Linked DNA regions of Zea mays: region 2 is linked to region 1. A link is a contact called in public Hi-C data. All regions are on one chromosome and are shown on one strand. Each heading gives the region's core, a stretch centred on a gene start, on an enhancer-like site or on the middle of the called end of the contact. The rest is flanking DNA. Distances are from core to core; before and after follow the strand shown. Region 1 holds the start of LOC100193803 (alpha/beta-Hydrolases superfamily protein). Region 2 overlaps LOC100274261.

The links. A called contact is a pair of places that touch in the nucleus more often than the background predicts.
Region 2: a Hi-C map of leaf shows a contact between it and region 1, with 5 times the contacts expected there. The contact joins the enhancer-like site here to the promoter of LOC100193803 in region 1. A contact is called at or near these places in 7 of 25 Hi-C or Micro-C datasets (ear, endosperm, leaf and 2 more).

The regions. Positions count from the first base shown.
Region 1 is chr3:89,267,131-89,272,424 of Zm-B73-REFERENCE-NAM-5.0, reverse strand. It overlaps LOC100193803 (alpha/beta-Hydrolases superfamily protein), which reads right to left and starts at 2,216. Exons shown (of 9, transcript NM_001310458.1): 1 at 2,034-2,216. The coding sequence starts at 2,077. LOC103650372 (DNA polymerase V family) reads left to right here and starts at 2,409. Exons shown (of 3, transcript XM_008675956.4): 1 at 2,409-2,761. The coding sequence starts at 2,693.
Region 2 is chr3:89,759,542-89,764,835 of Zm-B73-REFERENCE-NAM-5.0, reverse strand. It overlaps LOC100274261, which reads left to right. Exons shown (of 2, transcript NM_001148625.2): 2 at 1,184-2,332. The coding sequence ends at 2,053. Among protein-coding and RNA genes, the nearest start is that of LOC100274261, 34 kb to the left of the region's middle. Within about 2 kb of position 2,010, at least 3 of the 20 cell types and tissues checked have an H3K27ac peak or open chromatin away from gene starts, as enhancers often do.

The sequences.
Region 1 (5,294 bases), core at 967-3,466:
AAGTTAACTAGCAATATCTACATAAGGTCTAAGACAAGATCAACTAACTTGTATTTTTATGTTTCTTGTCTTCAAAACAATTACACTTACAGACAAAATCAAGAGTTTCTAAAGCTAATGTTTCAGTCTCCCATGGAGCACGTGTTAAATGCAAATTAGTGTTTTAAACTAGAACTGTTCAGCAGGGCTAAAACAAGATGAACTATCAGCAATGTACAGAACTATACATAGAACCAAGGATTTCAAAAGCCTCATGCTTCAATGGAACACATGCAAAAATGAATGGAAATGGAAGTTCCTCCACGATTCCACAACAACAAAATTCTGGTTTACAACTTACAAGCATTGTGTGTACACAGAAAGTAAAATATGTAGTTGGTTTGCCAAAGTCAGATGTTATGGTTATGGTCCACAAGCCCATAAATTTGCCAAAGATAATCCCATCTGACAGTTTATTAACATCTTTGAAAAGGATATTGTAAGCCAATGTAATTAGGGGTCCACTTTCATAAATATCAAAGAAACTAATCATTCAATATCCTGCCGGTATCTTGTATATAGGTCCAATTATTCACACTAGAACCCAGTACTGCAGACCCAGTGGTTTATACATCAGATGGGATTTTTTATGATAGCTGGCATTGTTAACATGTTTCAGAACCACAAATGAATTCATTAGTAGAGGCCAAATAAGTTCACGAATTGTTTAGTGTTTGCCAAATAATTTTTTGTTTCCATGAAGAAGCAAACAAAGCATTACTTCATAAGAAATCATCCCAGTCTAATTTTGTGTATATTCTATAGAATTTGCAATTTCCTACAATACATTTGTCCAGATAAAATTCTCAGGATACAAGAATCTTTCAAACTAAGTTTTTGCTCATCAAACTAAATCTTTCTGAGCATGGCCACTCCTACAATCGCAAAATCACTAACAATCCATACATAGTAGATAATAGTTACTGCAACCATTTGAAATAGGATTTATTAGAAGAACAATAACATAGAGCTTGTTTTTTTTTCTAACAGGTCTACTCAACCTGTGATGACATACGGGGTAAAAACAGCATTATATCTTCATTGTTTGTTATATGTCAGTTAACACAGATATATACCTTCATTATTTGTTATTTGTCAGTTACAGCTCTATATCTTCATTGTTTGTTATTTGTTAGTTAATACAGCACTGGCATAGTACACACCTTTCAAAATTCATAATCAAAGATATACAGGGAGAAATAGAATAAAAAATTAATATAGAATTACCTTAAATAAGCAATAGTTATACTGTTTGCTTGTTAAAAAGTCTAAATACTCAAGTTCAATCATATTTGAACTAACTCATGCTAGCTCTAGTGACTAGTGAGGGTTGTGCACCTCCATTTTACCAGTCGCCCATCACAGGTAAGTGCACTACAATAGCAAAGGGAGTATTCATGCTGATGATTTAGAGCTAGCCTCTGCCTTTCTAGGATTGAACAACGGTACCTTTGCGCATGTTGGTGTGCACAATGAATCTACTATTGTAATGTCAGAAAATAAAAACAATTTTCCTGGACTCTAGCGGCCTGTATTTATAGTTCGATTGCACAATGCCATGGCTTCGAACGGAAAAGCGAAACATTGGAAGTGAGAACCATGCCATGGCTCCCGCATTCCCATCATCCTCAAAAATCCTTTGTTAACAGATCTCCAGCAATCAGCTTAATAATTTGAGCATACGAAAATAATTAGGCATGCATATGCAAAAGCGTGTTAAGATAATAAGTGCAAAGTCCAACGTCCTACGAAATCTACAGCAGCACATATTAACCCAACTTAATCCCAAGCTAGCAACGAACAGCTCGTGGCCCGAATCCCTTCATCAATCAACGTAACCCTGAAACCACACCACAACCATCTCCTACCAAACGCACCAAATCATCACAAGTCGGTGATTGCCTGATTCCCCGCGCTCTGACGACCCATTCCCTGGATAAACCGCATATGCATATATTGAAATCGCCGCGGGGGTACGAGGAGAGGCTGCTTACTCCTTTGTGACGGCGATGACGTTGTCGACGAACTCTTGAAGCATTCCTGACCGCCGATTAGGTTGCCTCCAATTCCTTGAACCACGCAGGCCCGGGGTGGGAAGGGGCGACGCGAGCGAGGCAACGAATCCGGAGGGCGTAAGAAAGAGAGGAGGATTGGGAAGAAAAGGAAAGGAGTCGGGCTGTTGGGACCCCTATTTTAGCATTTAGTCTTTTCGTGACAATTTTTTTAGGAACACAAATTAAACGATGGGGAATTACCTGGTCCACATGTATCGATCAGCGGCGTACGAATGACTTGTGGGCCACGGGGTAACGTAATCCACTGTTGTGTTGGCTATGGTCTAGCTCTCGCGAATAAGACCCATTTGAAATCTCTACTACTCTATAAGGATCCAACGAGAGCGTCCACAATATTTCACCGTGCCTCCGCCTGCCTCCGTCCCGTAACACCCCAGCCCTAAACTACGCCCGCTCTCTCCGCGCGTGATGCTCTCCCTTCCTCATCGCCTCTGCACCGACGCCCCCTTCATTTTTCCTCTCACATAAACCCGCGCTCATTCCTTTTTCTTTCACCTAATTCCCGTCCTTGTGTGTTTGCGTTGCTCGCTTGGGTTTGGATCCAATCGAGGGCTCGGCCCGGCGGATGCTGTAGAGGAATGGCGGAGGCTGTCGCGTCTGCGGGCAGGCTCGCCATGGACTCCTCGACCTCCGTCTCGCCCAACCAGGTGATTCGAGCCCTAACTCGTGCCTCCTCGATCCGTTCCGTCGGGCGTGGCCCGAAATTTGCTGCTCTCAGCTGTGCGGCACCCCTTGGGGGTTCCCGTGGTTTCGAGACTGTTGGAGTGGGGTTGGTGACATGGGTGGCTCAATTTGGGGGCACGGGAAGCAGGCAGCGGGGGAAATCGAACGGCTGGGTATGGGTTCGTGCGCGGTTGCGATGCTGAATCACACGCTGGTTTATGAACCTTTGGTGATCGCGGAGAAGCGCTAGAGATGCGAGGCGTCTGGAGTTTCTCACGCGGGTTGAGCGATTGGATCATATGTTGCGGGCTTGTCACAGTAATTACCACATTTGAAGGGTATTGTGGGTCCTCCACCTCCATCCCCTCCCCAAGCCATTCTCTCGATCGTGATAGCCAACAGCGACGGCGATGAGCACGACCCTCCTCCACTTCCTCCGCCCCGCCCTCCCAAATGAGATTTGACAGTTGCGGGTTAACCTTACCTATGAAATCCCATATGTAGACTGAAGAACTATGTGAATAGCTGTGGACTATTATGATTAGACAGTTTTATTCAAGTTCACTTTTTTCCTTTTATTCTTTAGAAATATGATTCTTCTCATGCTCCGCTTTGCCTAATTATATTTCTAAGTTAGCATCTTGGCTGCTTTTGAATCATGTGTCTTCTCATGTTTCTGTCTGGTTAATCTGTATTTGCAACTGCACCCTTTACAGTGAAATGAAATGCAAATACGACCTTCTGATCTGTACCTTAGAGAAGAAGAGGAATTAAATTTCTTTGAAGTCATTCTGCGAGCTAGGTAGAGGAAAGAGATTGTCATTGGGTACCGTCTTGAGGCAGCTGAGTGTGCCATAATCAATCCAATAGACAAAGTTTCAAGGCGAAGGTGGTCGCCCAAGGATGTTTTTGTTGTTATATCCGAGAAAGAATGAGCTTTATCAGATCACAGTTGACCATGGTTATTAAAACGACGAAACGTTGAAACGCTAATGGGTGGAGTTTTAACTTTTAAACGGTTTAAACAAAGTTTAAACGTAGTTTTAAACAACATAGGGAAATTTCAATATATCATAATTTTAGACAATTATATAAAGTCAAATACCAAACAACCAACATAAGTTCACATAATAATATTGTGCAAAATGACATGTCCACAACCACATTACCACAATAACACAAGTTCAACTAATAGCAAGTCGACAACCGCAAACAAAGTGGAATGAGATGTCTAATAGTCCACAATCACAAACATAGCACAAAATCAAAAGTAGAATGCAATGTCCACAACCACAAGCACACAAGTATTACTCAAGCACTCAATAACCATCATCCAAATCATCTAAACCAACATCATCCTTGTCTTGCTCATCACCACAGCCACCACTGTTGTTTGTTTCTTCTTCATCATCCATGTCAAGGTCGTCAAGCACAAAATTGTAACCTAGGCGGAATCCCTAATTGGGCTAGGCCAAATTTTACAAGCAGGCAACTTAAACGCTCGAAACGTGGCGTTTAACTATATATCGTGTTTAAACGTCAAAACGTGACGTTTAAACGTCGTTAAATGACGTTTTACGAGGAAGTCTAAAACGTTTCAACGTTTCGCTGTTCTATCAGCGTTTTATAGTTTAAACGACATTTAAACGTCGTTTTAATAACCATGCAGTTGACACGAAAGCAAGCTCCTGACCAGTGACCACACCTAATGAAGAACAGGCAGCTGCACCGCAGCACACACACACACCGACTAGCGTAGAGAGCTATTTGATTTAGATGCGCATTTGGCAGAAGGCAAGCGCTGAGCGCGAAGGAGTAAAAGCATGATTAGATATTTAGATCTTGGATCAGTCTAGACTAACACCTTAGGTCGCCCTTTACAAATATGACTTAAAAAGAATGTGAACATAGTAGTACAACACATGCTTTGGAAGTTTGGATCGATCCAGTTCATTTGCATATTCTTGTCCGTGTAACTTCCCACATGAACAACGAGCAAAGCATCGCCTGCATGCATCAATTAATGGCTTAAAGCTATTGAGTGCTGATACTGAGCAGTTTTCCAGTGAGTCTGTTACACCCTCCCTGGTTATAGAGCGTAGACGACAACGATAGTTCAGCATTCTGTACATTGCATAGGCGCATTCTGTAAACAACTTTGCCTTTCCATGTAAACAACATGAGGCCAGTCCATGTAAATATGTAATCTGGAAGATCATCTGTAGGTACTGTTGCGGTGTTGGATCTTGTCAAGAATGCAGAGAGCAATGCTGAAGTGTGTCACCTTGCCTCATTGTACTTTTGAGCAAGTATATATTATGTCCAACAAGTCTATGCGTCACAACGAATACTCAAATCTTTGATTCATAAACTCAACAAAAGATCTGCTGCCATGGATATCATCCCAACTGATTCTAGCTGGGTTTCCATGATAAAAATGTAGGTGTAATTCCAAAATCCTACTTATACTGCTGGGCCCCAAGAATTCGATGGAGCCCAGCGGCCCAAACAAGAATC
Region 2 (5,294 bases), core at 761-3,260, 490 kb before region 1:
AGTCGAACGACTTGAAAACAGAGGCCTTCGACACTAGGTTTGCCCCCGTTAAATTAACTTTGGTGACCTAGAAATTAAAACTCTGTATCCCTAGTGTTGTGTGTATTTGGTATATTATAGGCTAAAGGCTTGATCATTATTCCCTTCCCGGCCGATTTTTTTAAAGCTTGATCATTCTGAAGGTAGTAAGCTGCGAAGTCTAATGTGTACAGCTGGATTAAATATAGTTTTGATTTAGTTCTTGGAGAACTATAGCTATAGAGTAGTAGAGTACTGTCATAGATTTTACCTATCAAAACTGGTCTTGTAATTGTGGATCAATATCACTTTTGCTTCATTCTGTGTAATCCATGTGCAAAAGGGCCTCTAGCCGAGTTTGCTAGGTAGTCTAAGTAGCCTTCTTAGGTTCTGGGTTCGACTCCTCGTAGGAGCAAATTTCAAGCTGTGGTTAAAACTCTCCTCGTCTATCCCACACCAAAGCATAGGTCTAAGACTCGGTCCCGGTCACAGACATTCTCACATGGGCTTTGGTGCTGCTGTGTATGGGTGGGATAGGGGTTCTAGTGTTTTCTCGACCTGCGTAAGATCTTCTTAATATAATGCCATGGGGGTGATCTTATTCCCGCAGGTCGAGTTTTCTTTGTGTAACCCGTGTTGCTAACAGATAAGGACCTGTTTGGATGCTTGTGGTTTTGAGAAACTGTATTATCAAGAAACTTCTGTTTTACAACAAGAGATGTGCAAAACAACGGTTTATAAAAAAAGAGGTCTGGAATGGTGTTTTGAGAAATCAGAAAGGACTATTTTTAGTATTACCATGTTTTTCAAGACTACAAAGCTCGTTGCATCCAAACACCTTATAGTTTGTCAAAACTAATGTATTTTACAAATCCATGGTATTTTTCTAAAAAAGAAACAAAATACTCCAACTAATACCTAAGGTACATAGGTTGCAATTAAAGTCAAGAACTCATGAACATTAGTACATATAACGCATAAATACTTTTCAGGGCTTTTGAGACTAAACATTTGCACTTTTTATCCAATTGATCTGATTGTATTGCTAATATACAAAAATGATGATCATTTCACAGGGTTTCTTCAAATTGCTTTGTCTTTGGTTTGTGATAAATATTACTTTTTTTTCAATACACTTTTATTAATAAGATCTTACTGTTCACAGGATATTGTTGGTTTCTTCTTGAAGAACATGGTAAATGAGAAACTGGGTCCAATAAGCAATGCTCATGTTGTTCACGCTGATATGAGCGAGTATGGAGCAATGGATGAGAAGTGTATTCAGTTGGCAGAACTAGCAGCAACTGCTGTGGACTTCCCCAAGACAGGCAAAATTGTGTCAATGCCAGCATCCCTTCGACCAAAATTATATCCTGACTTCATGGGAAAGGAGGATGCTATCTCCTATAGATCAGAGAAGATCCTTGGAAGGCTTTATCGGTCAATCCAAGAAGCCTCCAGCGATGATTTGGTTCCAGAAGAAACTTGCACATCTAACAATCTGCCTTATGATGCAGATATGGAAGTTGCTGGTGCAGCTGATTTTCTCTCGAGTGCTTGGCAGTGCAAGTGCTCATATGAAACACAACTGAACGCACTGCTCAACCAATATGGCGTGCGCACTGAAGCAGAGCTTGTGACAGAGCATATATGGTCGCTTCCCAAGTACAGCAGCAGAAGGCAGGGGGACATAAAGGAGAGGTTGAAGAATGCATACTATGCTCTTCACAAGGAGTTTAGGAGCATTTTCGAAAGCATTGTGACAGATCAAACAGAGATCTCTGATGATGAGAAAAGTCGGTTTTACGAGATGAAGGCCTCCGCTTGGTACCAGGTAACCTACCATCCTGAATGGGTCCAGAAGTCAAGGGAAATGTTCAAGTCTGACTGTGAGGACATGCCAGCAAGGCTTAGCTTTGCATGGATCGCGGTTGAGCACCTGGCACGGATTAAGATAAGGTGCCGTGGAGAAGTGAAAGTGGACAGCCCAAGGCCTGTTGAGAGGCTCGCAGCCTACATATCTGGGAGCATGTGAGTTGACGTGAAGCTCCAAGCAATTGTGAAGCAAGACCACTCTGCCCTCTTTGCCATGCCATCTGAACTCTGATGCATGGCTCTGTCTAGTCACTTCTTTTTACGAATTATTACATAGTTGAGACACAGCCACTCTATAAGCGGCTAAAGCGTACGCACATTTCTACGAACGATAATGCTTTTAAGTCTGAACTGTTCAATCTCTATTACTACCAGAATGTTTGTGGACATAAATATTAGTTCGTGGTGTCTCAATTCCAAAACGGTTTTCTTGGTTGTGAAGGGTGTTGGTCACTTATTTTTTTATTGCTGTGAATAAAAAACAACGCAACACAATTGTTTAGTATAAGGACCTTTGTCCTGTTAAGCATTATCACCTTTCGGGTATAGTGAGCCTCGGACAAAGGTATTGAAGAACAAGTTTTTATCATTCACATATATAAAGACTTAATTATAGATGTAATATTAAGTCATTTGGTCATTTCCCATCATATATTAAACAATATTACAATTCATCTCATATATTAACAAAGTGATAAAATGTACATTACATTGATACCTTTGGCTTACTCGAAGATAAAAGCGTGAAGGCAATTCTCATCCAGCGTGAACAGTATGAGAATACTGTTCATCTATTTATAGTCAGTCATACAACTTCGTAAGGTATTACATTTATGCCCTCATAGATTACATACAATTACAAGTATCACAAGGATAATATTGTCATATGCTCCTAGCAACTTAACACCTTTCGTTGTGTTCCTGCGTCGTGATGATGAAGCTTACTTTGTTGCACTTTCATTATTCTGCGCCGAAGCTTTTCTGATTACGAAGCTCCTATAACACTTAGTAACATGTTGATAACAAATGGTTAGCTGTGTTTTTGAGGATCTTCGGAAGACGAAGACCCCCAACAATAGCTCCTCGCAGTATTAGTTTGTTTCTTTGTAACAAATTCAGACTGCAAAATGAACGAAGACCTTTAGCCGAAGGTCCGAAAAAACACATTCCCTTCGCTAGAATAACAAAACCTTCTGAATCGTGGGGGCCACTTTGCAGTAGTGCTTTGCATATATATATATATATATATATATATATATATATATATATATATATATATATATATATATATAAGGGTTGTGATAAAAATATTTTTCATGCTATTAAGCTTGTGTTGGCTTTGTTGTTTAGCTTGCTGATACTGTAACCGCGGCTGTTTTCGAGCTTCGACTTTTTGTTTCAACAAAAGTTGAGATGGCCGAAGATAAGAGTAGTGAGGATCCCGCACTGGCTGTGTTTTATGAAACTATGGAGAGGACTAATGTTGAAAAAATAACTGATGAGATTTTAGCTGGGCTGTCTAAAGATTCTAGTGACAGCGAAGATTTTGATATTGAGAGTGATAATGATAATGCTGAAGATTGGCCGTGGAGGCTGAGTCACGTGGTCTTCGGTAAATCAACTGTGAAGAAATGTCATGTTGAGGCTATGAAAGGTAGATATTTCCATGATGTATCTTTAGTGAGAATCGGTGTGAGAATATTCTTCCTCTTCCTGAGAAAAATGATGTACTGGTTTTTCGAAGCTTTATGAAGGCTGGGCTACGGTTCCCCTTACACAAGTTGTTGCTCGAAGTCTTGAAAAAGTTTAAAATATTTCTTCATCAGCTTACTCTTGATGCATTAATCAAGGTTAGGATCTTCATTTGGGCAATAAGGAGCCAGGGATTGGAACCAGATGCTGATTGCTTTTGCAATATTCATGAGTTGTCTTACCAGACTAAGGTCACTGGGAAAGAGCAGTATCATAATAACTTCGGATGTTATACCTTCGTGTACCTGTCAGATGCTAGGCATCCCGTGCCAACCTTTCAGAAAAATGGTCGGGTTCATGGATGAAGCAGTGGTTTTATGTGAAGATTAACCTGAGTCAAAGGAGGGATATTAAGGATGTAATCTAGTGGCCTTTCCGATCCTGCTTCGGATTGAGAAGGCATGATGTCGTGAATACAAAAAGATCTCAAGGCTTCCTAGCAGCGTTTAATGCTGTGTGCAACTACATCAGCACTAGGGACTTAGTGCAGGAGCATATAGCCTTTAAGGTGTGGTCCTTGGCTGCCGAATGGGAAATGCCGAAGGATGCTGAAGCTGATGCTAATGCAGGAAAAACAGTCTGGTTCACTTGAAGTATACTTATCGATTCAGGAATCAATTTGGTGAGCCATACAATGATTTGACTTGATGCCATTGAAGCAACAAGAGATGAATTGCTAGGGAGTATATGAAGGCCGCAGGGAAGTGATGAATTGCTAGGGAGCTATACGAAGGTCGAGGACGAAGCCATGTATGTTGCCTTCGGTGCTCGGGGAAAACGAAGATTGAACATGGTTTTTGATGCTATTGGATTCGTTTACCCTAATTAGTGATTCCTTGCTCGAAAGAGAGGGTCAAAAAGGAAAAGTGCACCGAAAGCTTATTCTGTTGTGCCGAAGCCAAAGAGAGCAAAGATTCTAACCCACCGACCGAAGTCGTACTTTGTAGAAAGGGCTGCACATTTGCCTGATACAGGGACTTCAGAAACAGAGAGTGCCAAAAAGCTGAAGGGCCCTCCTGGCCTCGGATTTAAAAATACCTCAAGAGCTGCTGAAGGTGATGAAAGAAATCGAGGAAACTGCAGTGGATGCCCCGACTCCCATTCATTTGGAATTGGCTACAGAAAAGAGCTATAGGCTAGAACAGTCGAAGGTTCAAGAGCTGCCGAAGGCACAAGCGAAACCATAGATTACCACTGCTCCAGCAGGAACTCCTAAAAAAGGAAGGAGAATGGCTAATGTGCTTGAGGCTGTTTTGAGGCCTTCGAAGATGGCGACACCTGCATCGCCGAAGGTTTCCAAAGACAAGGTCGATGAACCGATGGCTGTTATTGTAGGTAGTTCTCCTGATTGAGATAAGGCTAGACCTTCGGAGCCCACACAATCGAAGGAAAAATTTGAGAGCCTACCAGAGGGAATGACAACACCATCCATCGAGACGGCACCGCCTGGAAATGTTAACTTTATTATCCGTCATGCTTCGGGAAAGCATCTGACGAAGGAACAAATTGCCAAAGTTCAACATTATGCCGAAGATCTGAGGTTTCCTAGAGGGTCCTTAGTTTATGGAGGCAGCAACGAAGATGATTACTTGTACTGCCTTCCTGATAACAAAGAGATTGATGTTTGCCGGGAAATGATGGACAACATG